2 separate regions of the Danio rerio genome follow, and region 2 is linked to region 1. Evidence: chromatin contacts called from public HiChIP or PLAC-seq data. All regions are on one chromosome and are shown on one strand. The core of a region is the stretch at or near the end of the contact, and the rest is flanking DNA. Distances in the headings are between cores, read along the strand shown. Region 1 holds the start of aox5 (aldehyde oxidase 5). Region 2 holds the start of gtpbp1l (GTP binding protein 1, like).

Region 1 (3,450 bases), core at 495-2,994:
ACTGTGCAAAAAACAATGGACCAGTCTATTACAGGGAATTGCGGGGGCTAAAATGTTTTATACAAACGAAATAGCGTAAATTGTACATTCAAAACTTTTTATTCGTAAATAAAAATGTGAAACAGCATATAACAGTCAAAACTATACTCGTGTCAAAACACATTTGGAAAATGGTAAAAAGATCACCCCTCCCTGCCGACAGGGATTCGCAATTCCGAATCTACTCATACCATTGTAAAGCGGGGTGTGATTTCTTTATCAATCACCAAAGAGCAAACTATAATAAAGTTTTTTTTTTTTTCTTTTGTGAGGTTAACTCACAAAACGTTGTTTATTATCATTCTAGATTACGTACTAAATATAAACGTATAAAATACTATGACATAATGATTTAACCATGTCATTTATGAATAAAAAAGGGAATATTATGTATATAATTTGAAAACATATTTGAATGATGTACAGGTCCACCTATACATTATAATACTAATCTCTGCTCTCTCTTCCATGCTCTTCAAAATGGTTCTCAGTTCTCTACACCAATAGATGAACACATCGAACCAACAAACACACATTCACTTACATCATTCTTTCTCCTCTCAGAGGCAGAAATGTCATATCCCTATGCATTCAATTGGACCATATGCTATCTCAAAGACTGTATGCTTTAGGGCTAGTTGAATAATAGTGAATAATAAGTGTTGGTGGGTGGAAAATCATACCACGAGGTTTAAACACCCTTGTTTCCTCCTTAAATCTCATTTAAGCTTAAGACACCTAAAAAAAGGCAAATCAAAAAATAACACTGGCTGTGACACTTATAGGCCAGTGTTAAGTGGGCTTTAGCCTTTAGCCTTATATTCTTAATATCCATAATCCTAGCTAATACTTAAAACTACCACAACAATACATAATAACAAGAAGCAAATTAAGAGCTTATTGAAGCAAAAATCATAAAAAATAATTCAATAATAGTGAGAATTATACCTTAAAATAAAGTTTGACTGATGCTGTTTTATGACGTTACGTGTTAAGATAATACGTGAGCAACACCCTGTTTTATTTATTAATAAGCCATTATACTCTCAGGGATGCCCGAACTTGGTCCTGGAGGGCTGGTGTCCTGCAAAGTTTAGCTTCAACTTGCCTCAACACACCTGCTTGGAAGTTTAGAGCTTGGTTAGCTGGATCAGGTGTTTCAAATTGGGGTTGAAGCTAAATTCTAAGGAGACTAGCCCTTTAGGACTGAGTTTGGGCACCCCTGCTCTACATAATGCAATAAAATAATTCATAAGTCCTAACAGGAGATTTTCAAAATTAGCAATGACTTTTGATCAACAGTTATAGCCTACAGTCAACTTCACATGTAAATTCGTAGCCGAAGTAGTTCCTCAAGGGGTTTTAAGACATTTTCATAAGACGTTTTTAATTTTTGTTTACCCACTTGTGCCATCAAACTATTTTATAGATGCAATGTTACTCCCAAAGCCCTGCAATGTGGTTATATATGCAATACAGCACTGCCAATGCACTGCCATATTGCATCGCTATTCATGTGATATTGCATTATTGAACTGTTATGTTACCAGTAGTTGAAAAAAACACTTTATTCACGCATTCCTGTATTTTAACCATGAAAATGAAGGCAAAGCATTTAACATGTGATATCAGTCCCTTCACCGCTCATTCAGCTGATTGTCAGTAAACCAGGAGCATCTTCATTGCGAACCTTCTCATCTCACCATGTCTTCTCTATCTGTGAACAGTGAACTTGTCTTCTACATCAATGGCAAAAAGGTATGTTTCCATTACAGATACTTCTACTTGAATCATGTTTACAGAAATAGATATATTTAATACGTTTTAATTGTGCAGTCTCTTTGACTTTTTATTGTGCTAATGGATTACAGTTCATAATATTATTAATATACCATGGTGGCTTTACATGTATGTTTATGAATAAATGTGAAATTAGAGTTCAATTTGCTGCTAAGAAAGCAGATTTTATTATTATGACTTCTAAAGGGAGTAAATGTGCATTTTTGAGTTGAATCACATTCTTATAGTCAACATAAATAACCAAAGTTCACCAACAGGAAATGGCGTGTCCAACCGTGCTTATCAGAATTGTGGCACATGACAGTCAGCAGGCCACCGAGCAGAATCATTATTCCTCTCATGATGACGCCATGAAAATGATTTTCTATGCTTTACACATGTTCATTCATCTCACACAAATACAGGCTTAAACTCTTATATCATTGATGTTCATCTATTCTGATATTTTTAGTATCTCTGAGAAGTCTTCAATGATAAAAACAATTTCTAAACCTAACATAAACCACCAAAGATGCCAAAATTATAATGTAATTCTTAACATTAATAAACCCCATACCCAAACCCTTTAACTTTTAATCAAACAAGTTAAATATTCACATATCCAGTTAACGCTGAATCTATAACGATAATTTATCAACTATTAAAAAGTGTAAGCTTATACTTCATGTTGTCTCGCTACCAAATTTGCATTATATAAACATCAATTTATAAACATTTACGTAACCTGGTGTACTAAAGTATAAAAAGTATTCAAGTATAATTTAAGAAACGTTTTGAGTCAAACAGCAACAAAATTGATATTCATGACAGTGATTTTGGTTTCTTAACAGATAGAAAATTCTGAATACATCTGTTACAACAGTTAAAACAAAAAATTGTGCTATATTGTATTTAGTTTGTGTTTCTGTTGTTTGTATGTACAGATCGTGGAGAAGAATGCTGATCCAGAAGAGATGTTACTGGCTTACCTCAGAAGGAAAGGTAGGGTTATTTTTTATATGACAACTTTTCTCAAAATTTAGAGAAGTTTAATTTCTATAATATTTCATGAACTATATTTTTACATTCAGCAGATGCCCTAAAGAAGTGATGGTAAAAATTAATTTACTTGATAGAATGATTGGGAGGACTATTAAATTAAATTTCTTTTGCTTTCTCTCTTGCATTCAAAACGTGCCAATAATGTATTGATAAAAGATTCTGGAAAACACTTTATTGAGCCTGCACAGTCAATTTTTTTAAAAACTGTTCATTTGTTTTTAGGATTAACCACCATGAAATGCACATTAGCTACACTAAAGCAAACCAATGAGAGCTCAGACCAAAGGCTGAGAAAGATCAAAGAACCAGAAAAACTCCCATTTAAAGGAGCTGCAGTCCATTTTTAATTATATACCATCAACATAAAGATGTATGACATTTCAGATAAAATAAACAATTACCCAAAACATTTTTCTCAAATTAAAAAAGTATAATGACAACAAAAACAGATTTTTCCAAGGAACTCTACATTGGCTTCCAACTATGTTAGATGACAAAAAATTATAGCTTGCAAATATGTTGGGAAAAAACTAAATTCCAGTGCTTTTGTTTCTTGGAAGAATGCAAATT
Region 2 (3,517 bases), core at 515-3,014, 730 kb before region 1:
ATATTGAGTATTTTGATATATGACATTGTATGTAACGCAGAAATATTGGTATGCATTCTGTTTTTTAATACCTACAATGCTCAGCATATACGAGTACACCCCATTTTGAATATGAATACTTTTATCTATTTCTCAGTGAATATAGGTAATATATATTGGTGCATTTGAACAAAACAGATACATCAGAAAACAGAACATCTTTAGAAATGGAAAGATAATTCCAAAAAATAAATATATATTTATTTTTTTATTGATTTTTGCTATTTTTGAACATTTTTTTCCCTTACGTATAAATTTGGGCTACTAATTTTTTAACCATTATTGTAAGCTCCAGATTTGGCTTCAGTACTGACTAATCTAAATTATTGGCAAAATATAATATTGCAAAGCCTCCTACAGAAAATTTTACTTTAGATGAGAGATTTGTGGGTGATGTACTCATATATGCTAAGCATTGTATATACATAAATTATATTTATTGGAATAAATAAAAAATATACTCAAGTAAAAGAAAAAGTGTTTCATGTCATTAAATGTCATGGAAAATATCAAATTAATTGTGAAACAATGCTAAAATGCATTACTTTAATTTTAGAGCAAGTTATAATTAATCAGATTTTAAGGAGAACATAATTATTAATTAACACAAATAGATTAGCATGACTGTTTTGTAACTATATATTAAATTGTTATTTTTTATTTTGTATAATTAATATTAAATATAGTAATGAATAATACAGCTTTTTATATTTTTTACATTTATGTTTTTATTTATATGTTTTATTTATTTGCAAAATAATGACACGACACAAGCACTTTTGATAATATATATATATATATATTATTTAAAAGATGTATAAAATATTTACTGCCTTAGACTGAAGACTGGTTAGCTTCAATTTCTATTAAAAATGTGCAATAAAATGGTTTAAATGCTATCTGAATTTGTTATTATATATATATATATATATATATATATATATATATATATATATATATATATGTGTGTGTGTGTGTGTGTGTGTGTGTGTGTGTGTGTGTGTGTGTGTAAAATGAAGTACAAATTGCAAATGTAAGTCTTAATAAAGGTAATGTAATAATATTTGTAACGTTATGTTTTAAACTGTGATTTTAAGTGTCCAAAAAAACTTCTAGACCTGTTTTAAACTTTTATTTCTTTCCAAACTTTGCACTTTTACTCTTCAACAATGCATCTGTCCAGAAAAACCCTCCACATTACAGTATTATTGTTTCATTTATACCGCTCTTATGCATATATAAGCACCGCGCGTTGAATTAGTGCCAGCTGGCGTTCACTCACAGCCAACGTGTCACTCACACACCGGCATTTACACCGAAATAAAAGTTTCTCATTGTGTTTTAAATCACGTTTTTTTATACAAACTTTTAATATTGACTCATGCACACAAAGAAGCTCTCAGGCCTAAGAGAAACCTTGCTGGTGAGGTCTAAATGGTCCTCGGCTTCCCCGTTCTGGTCGTCGCGGTCGTCGCTGCACTCTGCGCCGGGTGAATCTTCTGCGCAGCCCCGGTCAGGTGCGAACATACAAGCCGGCACTACCGACTCCACCGCCGGGCTTAGGCTTGACTCTGTCGCCGCCATGTGCTGCTTCAGCATCTGTCTGGAAAAGATACACTGTTAGGGTTTGGTTTGCGTCCTAAAAGTTTGGTAAGTTTCTGTTGACCCAACAACTTGGCCACGCTAACCTGTCGAGTTTACATGCACTTTTTGTATGCGGAATAATATGGGGCCTCTGGCTGACACGCCTACTAATGAATAATTCATTATTATTTAGAAAGCAGTCGTTTAAAACTTTACTTTTATTGTTGTTTTTAACTTTCTAAAATTTATTTTCTGAAGTTTAACTCTATGCGACTAACGTCATATATTGTTAAATAAAGTGTAAGCTGCTTATGTATTTTCTGATAGTGACGCCTGCTTATGAATAATTAATAATGGCAATCTCAACCAGGTCTTAACTTTGGTATACACTTTCTTTTTGGTAAAAAAATAAAAAATAAATAAATAAATAAAAACACAGAAAGGCAAACCTAAACGAACTTTTTTATGAGATTAAAGTAATGGAAAAAAAAATGTTCTTAAAAAATCAACTTAACGTTATAGTGTTTACATCAGAATAGGAAAGACACGCCTACTTGGTAATAATTATTTTACCTCATTGCATAAATTAGACAGGAGGCAAGTCTGAACAAGTCTCTTTAATAGCCAAAGTATTGTTTGTGTATGTAAATATAAAATATCAGCTGGGAATTATATTACAATATATGCATAATTAATCAAGGCATTTGCGTGAGGGAAAAAAACAAAAAAAAAACATTAAATTCTTTTATTTTTTGGCATTTTTTTCATGTTTTCAATAAATGATGGATTATGTAAAAGGAGTGTGGACACAAGGTGGCAGCATTGTGTTTTGTATTGCAAGCACCTTGCTTAGATGCTATTGAATAATTTTGTTTTATTTGTGTGTGTGTGTGTGTGTGTGTGTGTGTGTGTGTGTGTGTGTGTGTGTGTGTGTGTGTGTGTGTGTGTGTGTGTGTGTTTGTATTAGCCGTTGTTGTTTAATAATAATAATTTTCACTTTATAAATACCTTATTTTGCATGTTACATATGTTAATATTGTTAATAGTTGTAGTATTATAATTCATTACAATAATGCAAGAATATACTATCATATTTTGTTTATGTTATATTTCAGTTGTTTTGTACATTTTTGTGTATATATTTGTTTATGTTTTTAATATAATTATTTGTACTGTTGTCATTGTTTTTATAAATAGATGGTTAAATGTTTTGTAGTGCAATGTCTATATAGCAATAATAATAATAATAATAATAATAATAATACATATTTTTGTTTATACATTTCAAATTATGAAATAACAAAAATAAAAGTACAAGGAATATAACTGTTATTAACAAACACAAATCCCTTATAGATTTTTGTAAATAAGTATATGAAATACTGCACTGGTTTGAAGTCACACAAATTGCTCTGATGTTCAGTCTTGATGGTTCTGTGGGTCTCGTCTATCAAATCTGATCTTTAATTTGTATTTTGGATTGGACTCTGAGCAGGTGATTGGCTGGGCCATTCTGCAGCTTAATTTTCTTTCTCTGAAAGCATTAGAGAGTTCCCTTGACTGTGCTTTGGATTATTGTCTTGCTGAAATGTCCACCCTGGTTTCATCTTCATCATCCTGGTGATGTAGAGTTGGACTGAAGCAGCTAATATTCATTTACAATGACAAAGGGCCAAGGGTTGCTGAAGAACTTCTGAGAGATTTAGGCTGCTGTCTGGGCTTTCACTGCCTTTTTACTCCTCCCTTTCTTCGTGTGATCAATACCTTTTTTTCCTGTGTCATTTCATTTTATTACACTTAACTTAATTTGTAATTACATTTGTTTTCTTTTTATATATGTATTTCTTTGGTTGTTATCAACATCTGGTGAAAATTTCAAGTCAACAGCACCTAT

The links. HiChIP or PLAC-seq counts read pairs in DNA pulled down with a chosen protein or histone mark.
Region 2: an H3K4me3 HiChIP or PLAC-seq map of embryo shows a contact between it and region 1, with 9 times the contacts expected there. The contact joins the promoter of gtpbp1l here to the promoter of aox5 in region 1. A contact is called at or near these places in 2 of 18 Hi-C or Micro-C datasets (caudal fin and hematopoietic stem cells) and 2 of 4 datasets of contacts at active chromatin or transcription factors (caudal fin and embryo).

Annotation. Positions count from the first base shown.
Region 1 is chr22:13,813,681-13,817,130 of GRCz12tu, reverse strand. It overlaps aox5 (aldehyde oxidase 5), which reads left to right and starts at 1,744. Exons shown (of 35, transcript NM_001278796.1): 1 at 1,744-1,797; 2 at 2,763-2,820. The coding sequence starts at 1,744.
Region 2 is chr22:14,548,364-14,551,880 of GRCz12tu, reverse strand. It overlaps gtpbp1l (GTP binding protein 1, like), which reads right to left and starts at 1,764. Exons shown (of 12, transcript NM_001430984.1): 1 at 1,728-1,764; 2 at 1,456-1,642. The coding sequence starts at 1,623.